3 separate regions of the Sus scrofa genome follow, and all the other regions are linked to region 1. The links are chromatin contacts, called in public HiChIP or PLAC-seq maps. All regions are on one chromosome and are shown on one strand. The core of a region is the stretch at or near the end of the contact, and the rest is flanking DNA. Distances in the headings are between cores, read along the strand shown. Region 1 overlaps PDE3B (cGMP-inhibited 3',5'-cyclic phosphodiesterase B). Region 2 overlaps LOC106507279 (a long non-coding RNA gene). Region 3 overlaps LOC106507279 (a long non-coding RNA gene).

Evidence for each region. HiChIP or PLAC-seq counts read pairs in DNA pulled down with a chosen protein or histone mark.
Region 2: an H3K27ac HiChIP or PLAC-seq map of alveolar macrophages shows a contact between it and region 1. The contact joins two enhancer-like sites. A contact is called at or near these places in 1 of 5 promoter capture datasets (liver), 1 of 47 Hi-C or Micro-C datasets (fibroblasts) and 1 of 2 datasets of contacts at active chromatin or transcription factors (alveolar macrophages).
Region 3: an H3K27ac HiChIP or PLAC-seq map of alveolar macrophages shows a contact between it and region 1. The contact joins two enhancer-like sites. A contact is called at or near these places in 1 of 47 Hi-C or Micro-C datasets (liver) and 1 of 2 datasets of contacts at active chromatin or transcription factors (alveolar macrophages).

The regions. Positions count from the first base shown.
Region 1 is chr2:44,528,768-44,533,110 of Sscrofa11.1, forward strand. All of the region lies in intron 1 of PDE3B (cGMP-inhibited 3',5'-cyclic phosphodiesterase B), which reads right to left. Among named protein-coding and RNA genes, the nearest start is that of PDE3B, 83 kb to the right of the region's middle. Within about 2 kb of position 2,129, at least 2 of the 83 cell types and tissues checked have an H3K27ac peak or open chromatin away from gene starts, as enhancers often do. A contact at or near this core is called in alveolar macrophages, where this site is marked.
Region 2 is chr2:44,719,543-44,723,885 of Sscrofa11.1, forward strand. All of the region lies in intron 3 of LOC106507279 (a long non-coding RNA gene), which reads right to left. Among named protein-coding and RNA genes, the nearest start is that of PSMA1, 18 kb to the right of the region's middle. Within about 2 kb of position 2,404, at least 18 of the 83 cell types and tissues checked have an H3K27ac peak or open chromatin away from gene starts, as enhancers often do. A contact at or near this core is called in alveolar macrophages, where this site is marked.
Region 3 is chr2:44,669,399-44,673,741 of Sscrofa11.1, forward strand. The region is part of intron 5 of LOC106507279 (a long non-coding RNA gene); the gene reads right to left. Among named protein-coding and RNA genes, the nearest start is that of PDE3B, 57 kb to the left of the region's middle. Within about 2 kb of position 2,418, at least 33 of the 83 cell types and tissues checked have an H3K27ac peak or open chromatin away from gene starts, as enhancers often do. A contact at or near this core is called in alveolar macrophages, where this site is marked.

The sequences.
Region 1 (4,343 bases), core at 879-3,378:
TCAACCTCTATCCTGGGAAACTTCCATATACTGCAGGTGTGGCCCTAAAAAGCAAAAAGAAAGATAAAAGAAACTCATCTCAACCCCTACAATCCACATTGAACCTATTAATTCAGAAAAGTCTGAAAGTAGGACAGGTACCAGGAAATAAAATGCTACTTAGTTAATTCTGAGGTACAGCCAGGTATGGGGATCACTGGACTAAAAAGCTAAGGTTCCCTTCTATTTGTGTGTGTGTGTGTGTGTGTGTGTGTGCGTGCATGCGTGCGTGCATGCGCGTGTTTTTTAGGGCTGCACCTGCGGCATATGGAGATGCCCAGGCCAGGGGTCTAATCCGAGATATATCCGCTGGCCTACACCACAGCCACAGTAATGCCAGATCAGAGCCACGTCTGCGACCTACACCTCATGGCAATGCTGGATCTGTAACCCATTGAGCAAAGATAGGATCGAACCAAAACCTCATGGTTCCTAGTCAATATCGTTCTGCTGCACCACGACGGGAACTCCTATTTCTAATTCTATGGTTTGTACGCTTGTATTTTCTTCATCCTGATTTTATGACATTGCGACCTATCAGGAATTTACTCCAAATAGCTAGTCTAGCAATATTACTAGGATTAGAGGAAGCTGATGGCACACCCCATGCCTTCTGTATGCACAGAAATCACAGTACAATGAATAAAGGCAGTAAATAGAGACTTGGCTCCACTTACTAGCCATGGGACCTCGGGCAAGTCACATAACCTCTGTACCTCATCTGGAGGATGTTATTGGGTGAAAATGAGAATACCGTACTAGGAAATCTCTTGTGCATACTATAATAGTTTACTGTTTAGTATATTAATTCATACTCAAAGCCCTCTGATACCATGAAAATTAAACATTATAAAGTATATTGTGGTTATTAAACTAAAGCATATCTGTATTACACTTTAAATATTTTTCAACAAAAGTATTAAAAAGTTGCAATGCTTAATTCTACATGTTTCTAAAAATTCAATAAACCAGAACTTATGAGCCATATGACAGACTGAAGTAATGATTTAATTTTAAGATTAAAATCAATTCATTGTTTCATGTTTAAGGTTCAAAGTCAATATTTTTTTATCCTAGGCATAATACAGACTCATTTGGTTGCGGTTAGTTTCTTTTCCTGGATGAGGGCCTACAAACTTTCTAAAAGACAGTAATGACAAACATGTGTGTTAAAAAACAGCAATGTCACAAGCTGAGGAAGGTCAGATATATTACGTCAGATATGAACTTTATTCCACAATAGCACATTTCAAGCATGAACATCATATTTCAGAAAAGAGTAAATTTAAGGCATATTTGTTACCTGGTTTTTTGAAAGGAGGCAGCTTGAACAGAACTGTACTTGGCTTCCTCATCTCTTAAAATTTTTTAGCCAAGAACAAACAGCAAGAGAGACAGTTTCTTGTGATTCACTACCACTGCCAAACCTTTTTTCACTCCTATTTCTTCCATTCTGTGCTTTCTCGGCTTTCCTTATTATATTCCTTTGGTTTGCAGTACCACAGACTATTCCACAGACCTCCCAGTGACACCCCTGGGCATTTGTTTATTTAACCAGTACACTTAAAACTAAACATATTTTAAATTTCTCCTCTGTAACAAGAATTCCTAAGTACCCTGCAAATTGTTCTTGTTACAATTACCATGAGTTTAACTTTAATTATAGTGAAAGGTGGAGACAAAGGAGAAAGAGAAATTGGATTATTAGTCAAACAACTTATCCAGGCCCTACACTTGAAGACAAAGGAAATGCCAAAAAAAAAAAAAGCTAAAATGTGAATAAACATCTAAACATAATTCTACAACATTTAAAATATATTTATTCAAATGAGTGCTCGCTGTAATTGATGCGTCATCATATCACACTGACAAAAACCAAAAGGTTAATAAAAATTAGCTGAGATAAAATATGGGAAAGTCAAAAGATATTCTGAACTCACCTGTTATCTTGTAAGATCCAATGAGCAAGAGAAAAACAATTAAATTATTAGGCAAGTTCAAAGGAGGAAGAGATTGTTTCTAAGGGAGCCACAGGAAGAAGGTTGGTGGGATTTGATTACCCAATAAGAGAAAGGGGGGAGGGGAAGCAGGATGGAAGAAAAGCTCATTTCAGACAAACAACAGAAAAAACAGGAACTATCTCTTTTATCCTTGTGTACTGCTCTTTGGTTAAAAAGGATCAAATTAGCATTTGGCTAAAGTTCTTTTCAAATTGCAGTTCCAAAACAATACTGATTGGGTCAAGATCTTCTAGGTGGCTTCTTAAGTTTTCATGCTCTTTTACATGTTTCTATTACTTTTATATATGAAATGGATCAAACTAATCAAAGTTAGTTAATAGCTGTCACTTTAGCAGAATCACTTTGAGTTTATTCTAGAGAACAAAGAATCATCAGATGGGCTAAGTAGTCAAAGAAGTCCTTCCAAAGAAAACTACTTAGCCATTTTATACCTTAGTTTCCTCATCTGTAGAACAGAGATGAATAGATAGTATTGAATAGGTAGTAGCAGCAGTGGCAAGGCAATAAAGAGTATGACTTTCCCAGAATTGAGTTCAAATCTAGGCTCTACTACTTAATAGCTGTGTGACCCTGGAAAAGTCTTAACTTTGTCTCATGTCTGTAAAGATGGAGCTAATTATGGTACCAACTTCAAAGGACTTTTGTGAGAAGGAAGATACAGGTATAAATCACTTCACACAGTTCTTGTGCTTGAGCACAAAGTTAGTGCTCAATAGATATTATCTGTTCTGCTAATTCAGTTTCAATACACCATTCCCCAAGCCCACTCCCATCAAAGCTTAACAATCTGGATATAATAACAGGAAAACAGTTTAAAAAAATTGAATGTACTGAGAAAATTAATCTGATTTAGTACTCCCTAATTAGCCAGCAAATACTACAGAAAAATTAAATGGATTAAATTCAACACCTATGCTGTAATATCCAGGCATTTAAATTTTGCGGCTTTTTGTCTAAGGTAGTCAAACAACAAATAACAATCAACTAAGACTATTGGGCACTCAAGTCCAAAGCACACATTAATTGAAACTTGCAACTAAACTAAGTCTGAAGTGGGAAAGAATAAAGGAATTTATCCTAGTATCCATACTACACAGAAGTTACCTCTAAGCTTAGAAAGATTCCTGGCTGAATGAATCACAAACACATTGGTATCATGCAGTTCCTGTTGTGGCTCAGTGGTAACGAACCTGACTAGTATCCACGAGGATGCAGGTTCGATCCCTGGCCTCACTCAGTGAGTTAAAGGATCCAGCCCTGCTGTAAGCTGTGGTGTAGTCACAGACATGACTCAGAAGTGGGATTGCTGTGGCTGTGGTATGGGCTGGCGGCTACAGCTTCGATTCAACCCCTAGCCTGGGAACTTCCATATGCTGCAGGTACAGCTTTAAAAAGACACAAAACAAACAAAAACAAAACAAATACATGTCTTCTTGGGATCATCAACGTATCTGATCTGTAGGTGTGTGAGTACTGGCTAAAGGAGAATTTAACTGCCAATGGGTCTTACAAGGTAACAGATGGTATACAAGCAAATTTAGAAAAATTTAAAACAGTAGATAAAATTCTGCGAAAGCTGAACTAAAGGAGATTCTCAAACAAAGCTCTACAGTGAAGTCTATGTCATCAAACAGTATATCACGGAACATCCCTAAGGCAAAACAGGTCTGCAGGTTAACCTGTAGGTTTAGAACCCCACAGTCTGACCACTCTTAAGAGCAAGTATTTTTCAAGGTTTTATTTCTCATCTAGAAACACTATTTGTCTGCAATTTAAAAAAGAAGTATCTACCACCTGGATTTCACATGCTCAAAATTTTATTTACCATCTTAAAATCAGAATCATCTTGATAATGGTTGAAAAGAGTGAGTTTCAAAACCAGATCCAGTTAGAACACATCTTGGCCGCTATCCGTTGTGTTATCTTGATTTAATCTCATCACTTTTCAATTTTCTCATCTATATAATCTTGCATATTTATAAAATAATGTATGAAGTTGCATGTTTAATATTTGTCTTACATTAGTAAAAACCTCTGAGAATAATGGCAGTGTCTATCAAGAAAACTGTCCTGGATTCTTCAGAAAGTCAATGAAGGGGGAAAAAAATGGTAGGGAGGGTGTTGTTCTAGAATTAAATAAGACAAAAGAGACATAACTACATGCAATGTTTAAACTTTGCCTCATTTGGAAAAAAATGAGAGCTATAAATGATATTCTTGGGATGTTTGGGAAAACATCAAGAATGGATATTAGATAATATAGAATTATTAATTTTCTTAGAT
Region 2 (4,343 bases), core at 1,154-3,653, 190 kb after region 1:
GTTAGGTTCTAAAATTAGATCATGGTGATGGTTGCACGACTCTGTAAATGTACTAAAACTTTACATACTTAAATAGATGAATTCTTTGGCATATGAATTATATGTCACTAAAGCTATTTTTAAAAAGTCAAAAGAAACTACTGCCTAAGCTACAGTCATAAGGTATACTCTTAGGTTTTCTTCTAAAAATTGTTTGTATTGTTTTGGCTCTTGCATTTTTTTATGGTTTTTGATCCATTTTGAATTCATTTTTGTTCATGATGTAAGGAAGGTATCCAGCCTCAAGTACTTTATTTTATGCTCTTAAAAGCATTATTCTGAGAAGGAATTTACAAGCTTCACCAGACTGACAAGGTGGTCCATGGTACAGTAAAATTCATGGGTAGGATTGAATTGGGAAGCTCTTTTCCAGTTCTATGATGCTCTTTACTGTGCATACATTATGGGTGGGGATCAATCATTCTTTTTTTTTTTGCTTTTTAGGGCCACACCCATGGCATATGGAGGTTTCCAGGCTAAGAGTCTAATCGGAGCTACAGCTGTCGGCCTATACCATAGCCACAGCAATGCTGGATCCAAGCCACATCTGCCACCTACATGACAGCTCACAGCAACGCTAGATCCTTAACCCACCAAGCAAGGCCAGGGATCAAACCTGCAACCTCATAGTTCTTAGTCAGATTCGTTTCCACTGTGCCATGACGGGAACTCCAATAATTCTTCTTTAAAGAAAATGTCTATGTATGACACCAGCTGCTTCTAAGTTTTTTTAAAGGAAGCCACTGTCTGGCAATCATGAGAGGGCTCAGCCAGAGCTCTGTAAAGTGTTTTAAGGGGCAGAGGTGACATAATAGGGGAAGGAAATGTTTTCTACTGAAAAGTGGTCAATTGCCTTCAACACGCTGCCAGTAAACTGAGAAAAGACTTTTTTCCCCTCTGGTTTCAGCTGAATGCCAGCTTTTGGAGGGTAAATAGAATGGGCTAGAGGAAAGGGTTCTAAATACCCTCAAATGAGGGAGGGTTTCTTTGGTACCAAGTTAGCAGGAGGAGAGATGCCATACATGCCACTGAGGCACCATCACTAAAAGGGACAAAAAATCAGGAAAATACAATCAAATCTTTGTTTTTATAATTGTAAAGGTACTATTTTCTTTTATTTGGCCATGCCCACAGCGTGTGGAAGTTCCCAGGCCAGGATTCAAACCTGTGCCATAGCAGCAACCAAGCCACTGCAGTGATAACACCAGATCCTTAACCTGCTGTGCCACAAGAGAACTCCTAAATACACTTCGAAATTTTACAATTGTTACTGCATATTCTTTACTTTTAAAAAAAATTTTAAGCATGGTACAGAGGGTTTTTAAGTATATGTTGGTTGGCTCGCTTTCAAAATTAATTAAATGATTAAGAGATAAATCATTTCCATTTTTTTCTATTTCTTTTAGTCCCACCTGTGGCATGTGGAAATTCCCAGGCCAGGGACTGAATTCTCACCACAGCTGTAACCACAGCCACAGCAGTGACAATTCTGGATGCTTAACCTCCAGATCATTTGCATTTTTAATGTCTTTAGCATCTTTAAGCGATTTGATCACTGTTTATAGGCATTGTAATTTTTCTTGGAATCTATTTCTACACAATGAAACTACTGATCACACTAATTATAAAAAGAAAGCAAACTGTTTGCAAAAAGTTCCATTACAAAGACTATGAGAGGAGTTCACTCCACAGCTCAGTGGTTAACAAACCTGACTAGGATCCATGAGGATGTAGGTTCGATCTCCGGCCTCACTCAGTGGGTTAAGGTGCTGCCATGAGCTGTGGTATAGGTTGCAGACGTGGCTCGGATCTGGCATTGCTGGGACTGTGTGTAGGCCAGCAGCTGCAGCACTGATTTGACCCCTAGTCTGGGAACTTCCATATACTACAAGTGCAGCCCTGAAAAGCAAAAAAAAAAAAAAAAAGACTACGAGATGGGTTCCCTGGTGACTTAGTGGGTTAAGGATCTAGCATTGTCATTGCTGTGGCTCGGGTCATTGCTGTGGTGCAGGTTCAATCCCTGGCCCAGGGAACTTCTGCACATCAGGGGCAAGGCCATAAAAATCAACAAATAAACAATGAGATATTTATAGAAGAGCTAGAATATTCTCCTGAGATTTGTAAGCTATCTACCCTGAGGCATAGACCACACTAAATTCTCAATGTTTTTGCAAATTTTGCATGCTTTGTCTTGATATACTTTTAAATGAATCAAGAAGGGGGAAAACCCTTAGGGGTTTGAAAGTCAGGACTTCACTTTTCCTCTTCCCAGCACCTTCTTCTCAGGCTCTTCCCTCTTTTAAGAAGGACGTACATGTGGGGAAGAAGAGTGTGGGCAGAGAGGAAGCAGTGTCAGAGCTTGAGAGCCCTGCCAGTTAGTTAAAGGTCAGCACAGAAGGGACAGTCTATTGAGAGGACAAGGAAACTGACCTCTCTTGAGCCAGCTAAACTGGATGGCAGCCAGTCTATCTTCCCCCTGGGCCTGAGTGGAGCTCCCCACAGTTTTGTGTGGCCCTGCATTAAGATAAAAGTGCTCTGGAAAAACAGGGTCTAGCTTCACCTTTTTAAAGGAACAGACCAAGCCAGGTTTTAGCCAGGGGTCAAGGACCAGAGGATAGAGAGGACTAAGCTGGTATTTGCTGTGTCCAAAATTTCAGCTTATTTGGAAAGACTGAAACTAAGTAAAGATTTCTTATTAGCATAGAACAGGAGTTGTGAAATCTGGTCAAAGGGTTGTATGCAAGGATGCCTTTTTTTATACATACTCTCACGGTGAAGTGGGGAAAGTAGTGAAAAACACCACAGTCTAATTAGGGAAGAAAATTACTTTTTTTTTTTTTTTTGTCTTTTTGTCTTTTGTTGTTGTTGTTGTTGCTATTTCTTGGGCCGCTCCCGCGGCATATGGAGATTCCCAGGCTAGGGTCGAATCGGAGCTGTAGCCACCGGCCTACGCCAGAGCCACAGCAACGCGGGATCCGAGCCGTGTCTGCGACCTACACCACAGCTCACGGCAATGCCGGATCATAAACCCGCTGAGCAAGGGCAGGGACCGAACCCGCAACCTCATGGTTCCTAGTCGGATTCGTCAACCACTGCGCCACGACGGGAACTCCAGAAAATTACTATTTTTAATAGTTTTTTAACATTTCTCATACCAACAATTTTCTTCTGACTAGGACACAGGAATGATGCACCCGAGTTTTTGTCCCCCTCCTCAGAATGAAAGCAGAAGTAAAATTCTTTTCTCACAAATAAAATGCACATTAAAAAAAAAGCATTAAATCAACATTAGATGACTTATTCTAAAACTATATTTTCCTTTAATTGGACTTTTCTTCAGATTTTTAAGAGGAAAAGTTGACATTTAACCCTATATGTTAGTTCCTTTTTTTCTTTCATGAATTTTTTCCTCACATTTACTTTCTGGTGGAAGTAGTATTTTATCATTCTGTGAAAATCCCACTGAAATCCAACAGTTATTAGTAACATGGTATATGTAAAACTGAAAAAATAGACATTTATGATGGATCATTTTGCACCTTCTGCATTTAGATGATCTCAGCCTATTTTCTGGAAATGTGCATTGAAGCAGAAGTGATATTTTATCTCCCCTGAGGCTAAATCTTTCCCAAATGTCTGTTTAGTTCATTGTGCTTTTTACAGAAGGAAGAATCTTGAGGACTAGGTCCAATAGGGGAAAATATTGCCCAAAGTGGCCTGAGAAAATATAGCTGGATGATGAGTCCCAGTTTTCATCATCTAAGTTGCAAAGAGACAAGTTCACGGCCCAGAAGACAACCTTGTGCATTTGAGAGCCAGGCAAATGCTGAGAAGCAAGCAGTAAAGCTGAAGCCAGGGGAGTGAAGATCTGAACAGAGCTAGGTGGATGGAGAGGGTCAAGGGAGGGGTTTCAGTTCTGAAGCCACAAATGGGAAGCAGGTGCCTGGGTGCCCTTTTATGTCAGTTGTTGAGAGGTTCTGCTGCTTGGAGCAGCTACCCAACACCCCAGGCCAAACACTGCAAAGCAATAGATATATACAATCTATTTTTATTTTCTCTTTTATATACTTTATTTTCATCTCAGTACGAGACAGTTTTTTTATCCTTCCATTCTTTCTTCTGTGGGTTCCCGTTTTTAAATTTCATTCTCTACGCTCTAGGCTCCTTCTTGGAATTTTTGTTCATCTTGTTTTCTTTAAGACTGTTGGAAAAGTTAGCACTTTTGCTGTTTTTTTTCTTTTTTTCAATCTATGTTCATGTAGTCTGACCTGGAAACCAGGACTTTATGTTGGTCTGGGTTTCTC
Region 3 (4,343 bases), core at 1,168-3,667, 140 kb after region 1:
AAAAAAAAAAAAAAAAAAAAAAGAAGGATATTTTCATTTGTCTTGTGATGCACTCCCCACTTGCCTGTGAAATTCTAATAGACCTAAGGTTTAGAAAGAATGGTAGCAGTGGTTGAAGTGATTAGCATTCCAGAAAAGTTTAGTCTTTTAAAAAATGGGGATCTGGAGTTTCCAACAGGGCTTGGCAGAAATAAATCTGACTAGCATCCATGAGGATGCAGGTTCGATCCCTGGCTCTTCTCAGTGGGTTAAGGAGCCGGCATTGCTATGGCTGTGGTGTAGGCCAGAGGCTGCTGCTCCAATTTGACTCCTAGCCTGGGAACGTTCATAAGCCGTGGGTGCAGCCTTAAAAAGAGAAAAAGAGGAGTTCCTCTCGTGGTGCAGTGGTTAATGAATCCGACTAGGAACCATGAGGTTGAGAGTTCAATCCCTGGCCTTGCTCAGTGGGTTAAGGATCCTGCATTGCCATGAGCTGTGGTGTAGGTTGCAGACGCAGCTCAGATCCCGAGTTGCTGTGGCTCTGGCATAGGCTGGTGTCTACAGCTCTGGTTAGACCCCTAGCCTGGGAACCTCCATATGTCATGGGAGCGGCCCTAGAAAAGGCAAAAAGACAAAAAAAAAAAAAAGAGAGAGAGAGAGAGAGAAAGAAAAATGGGGATCTGGCCATGGGAACCCTAATGAGTATCTCTCTCAATTCTGCGGTTGCTATTAAAACACTACAAAATCTGCATTGCTATATTAATAATGATACCCTCTGTAGATGGTTGAATGGTGACTCCCCAGAAGTTATGCCCACATCCTTACATTTGGACCCCATGAATGTTACTTTTTTTTGTTTGTTTATGTCTGCACCTACGGCATACGGAAGTTCCCGTGCCAGGAACTGAAATCTAACTACGGCACAGTTGTGGCAACACCAGATCCTTTAACTCACTGCGCCAGGCCTGTGATCGAACCTGCACCTCTGGAGCAACCCAAGCTGCTGCAGTTGGATTCTTAACCCACTGTGCCACAGAGGGAACTCCAATGTTACCTTATTTTGAAATAGTGTTTGCAGCTGTAATTAAGTTAAGGATTTTGAGGAGTTCCTATCATGGCTCAGTGGAAATTAATCTGACTGGTAACCATAAGGACACAGGTTCAATCCCTGGCCTCACTCAGTGGGTTAAAGATCCCATGTTGCTATGAACTGTGGTGTAGGTCACAGACATGGCTACGATTCTGCATTGCTGTGGCTGTGGCATAGGCTGGTGGCTACAGCTCCAATTCAATCCCTGGCCTGGGAACCTCCATATGTCGTGGGTGTGGCCCTAAAAAAAAAATTTAAGGATTTTGAGATGAGATCACCCTGGATTATTTAGGTGGACTGTAAATCCAGTGATAAATGTCCTAATGAGAAACAGAAGAGAAGTCAGGGACAAAGAAGGCAGAGATTGAAGTCACAGCCACAAGCCAAAAAATGTTTGGAGCCACCAGAGGCTGGAAGAAGCAAGGAAGGATTCTCCCTTCGAGACTTCAGAAGGCGTGTGGCCCTGCTTGCACCTTGATTTCAGACTTCTGGCCTCCAGAATCATGAGAAAATAAATAAGCTGGTGGTTGTTTTAGACCACCAGGTTTGTGGTAATTTGTTATGGCATCCTTAGAAAACCTAGACACCTTCTTTCTAATAGGTTATGCTTTCAGAGAGAAGGCAGCTTTCAAAAGTGTTATATATGGTATAATGCAAATGAATTTGGGCAAAGTGACAATCTTTCTGAGCCAGTTTTCTCACTTAAAATATGAGAATGGAAATAGTAATCCCATTCTCACAGAGTGTTTAGACTAGTAAATGAGAGAAAATAAAACTACTCTGCAGACAGCTAGCAAAAAAAGGGCAGGTGCTCAAAGATGTCTCCATTTGCCAATAGGACCCAACACATACTCCACAGACACCGTGGTGAAACAAGGTCTCTCAGGAAAGAGCTGGGATTGTTCACATGCAGAGTCCTGGCTTGTGTCAGAATTGCTTTTGCATATAACCGTTTACACCCCTCTGGTGTCAGCTTTTGCTCTCACCAACTAACCACTGCCCTCTCCCTCAACCTTCTCTATTTCCTGTTTATGTAGATTGCTGCTTCCTGGCCAAGGGAACCCAACAGTTTCAGCCAGACTGCTTTTCCCTTGGACCTATGCCAAGACTACCTTCTCTGTTCTTCTCTCATTCTCCTTTCTTCTTGTTTTAGAAGCTGTCATGTTAATGAGGACAAACTGTTTGCTGCTCTGAGCAATCTTCAGATAAGCAGCTGGTTAAATGCTTGGCTGTTAAAATGAATCAGATGGACATGAGAAAAAGCATAGCAAGTATTACGTAGGCATCAAGAAATCGGGCAATCCCTACTTGCTTCAGCACTGCAAGCTATTGACGCTGAGGTTTTTTTCACTCAATGTCTGGTCATGATGCTTCCACTCTCGGGCCCAGCCCTAACCTGTTTGTGTGAAGCAGTCCTGACAGGCACCAGCAGGACAGCAGTAGGTTGAACTCGAGCAGAACAGCAGGAGGGGAGGCTGCTGAAATAATCTAATGTGTGGTTCTCAACATAAAGTAAATGTCCAAGTCATCTGAGAGGCTCTTTCAAAACAAAAAGCAAACAAGCACACCTTTGGAACTGGAGGGTAAGCATGGGTATTTTGAAAACAAACAAACAAACAAAGAACCCAGTTGATAATGATTTCCCTCACAACTCCAGGTTTATCTATCTTGCTGTAGTAGATGAGAATGTACTCTGGAGACTGACTGGACTCACATTCTAGCTTTGCTCCTAAGCTGTGTGACATTGCACATGTTACTTAACTTCTCTGTGCTTCAACTTTCTCATCTGTAAAACAGTAGTAATAAAACCTTCATCACAGAATTACTGTGAGAAATAAAGGTTAACATGGGAAAAGCACTTAGACTATGTAAGTGTTTGCTAATATTACCATTACTTTTATGTTGTTTTTATTGACCTGCTTGAGGGAGAGGAAGTTGATCAGAGGATGAGGTGCCTAAATTAGTGATTTGAAGATGATTCAGGTAGAAGAGATGGCGAAGTTCAGGGTATGATAGTGGAAGTGGGTGGGGCAGGCTAATGATAGAAGACCAATCATTAGAAGGAGAAAAATTGGAGTAGTATTGAAGCAAGTGGTATTGAAGTATTGAAGTAGTATTCTGTAAGGAAAGTGTCTGAATTTAGATCCTGCCTTCACTACTCAACAGCAGCACAAACCACAAGCAGCCCTAATTGTTTCCTCATCTGTAAAACAGAGCTGATAATAACGGTGACCTATCGTAGAGGGCTGTCATGGAATCAAAGAGTTAATACATGACATGCTGACTTCTTAGACTAGTGACTGGCACATAGCAAATGTTAACTCTTACCCTTAACATTTTATTTTATTTTGTCTTTCTAGGGCTGCACCTGCGGCATATGGAAGTTCCCAGGCTGGGTGTCGAATCAGAGGTATAGCTGCCAGCCTCTGCCACAGCCACAGCAACGCCAGATCCAAGCAGCATCTGTGACCTACACCACAGCTCATGGCAACGCTGGATCCTTAACACACTGAGCAAGGCCAGGGATCAAACCCCCATCCTCATGGATACTAGTCTGGTTCATTACTGCTGTGCCACCATGGGAACTCCATTCTTAACTTTTTTTTTTTTTTTTTTTTTTTTGGTCTTTTTGTCTTTTCTAGGGCCGCACCTGTGGCATATGGAGATTCCCAGGCTAGGAGTCTAATTGGAGCTTTAGCTGCCGGCCTACACCAGAGCCACAGCAACTCAGGATCCAAGCCACTTCTGCAACCTACACTACAGCAATGCCAGATCCTTAACCCACTAAGCAAGGCCAGGGATTGAACCCGCAACCTCATGGTTCCTAGTCAGATTTGTTAACCACTGAGCCATGACGGAACTCCCATTCTTAACATTTTAATTGGAGATGAGAAGGAGCTAAGGAGCCAATTGTCAGCTGGACATTGGCATTATCTGAGATGATGGCAAGGTTTGAGGTAAACAGGAACTCTGTGAGCCAGTTCACAGTGAATGAGTGTTCAGTGAATGAGTGAGACGACCAGGAGGCTGTTAGTAAAGGAATAAGAAGGAGGACAGTGATAATAGCCAAAAGGCACTAGCCTCCAACTGCTGAGTCTTTTGTAACAGTGTGGAAGCACTTATCCAGAGCAAAGTGGACCCTAATACCACATCCTGGCCCCAAACTGAGCAAATAAATTAAGGCCAAGAAGTAGAGGGACAAGTGAGAGATGGTGCTGAGGCTATAGGAGAGTTTTCTGCTTAGGGAGTGACAATCAAGATGGAGTAGGAGGAT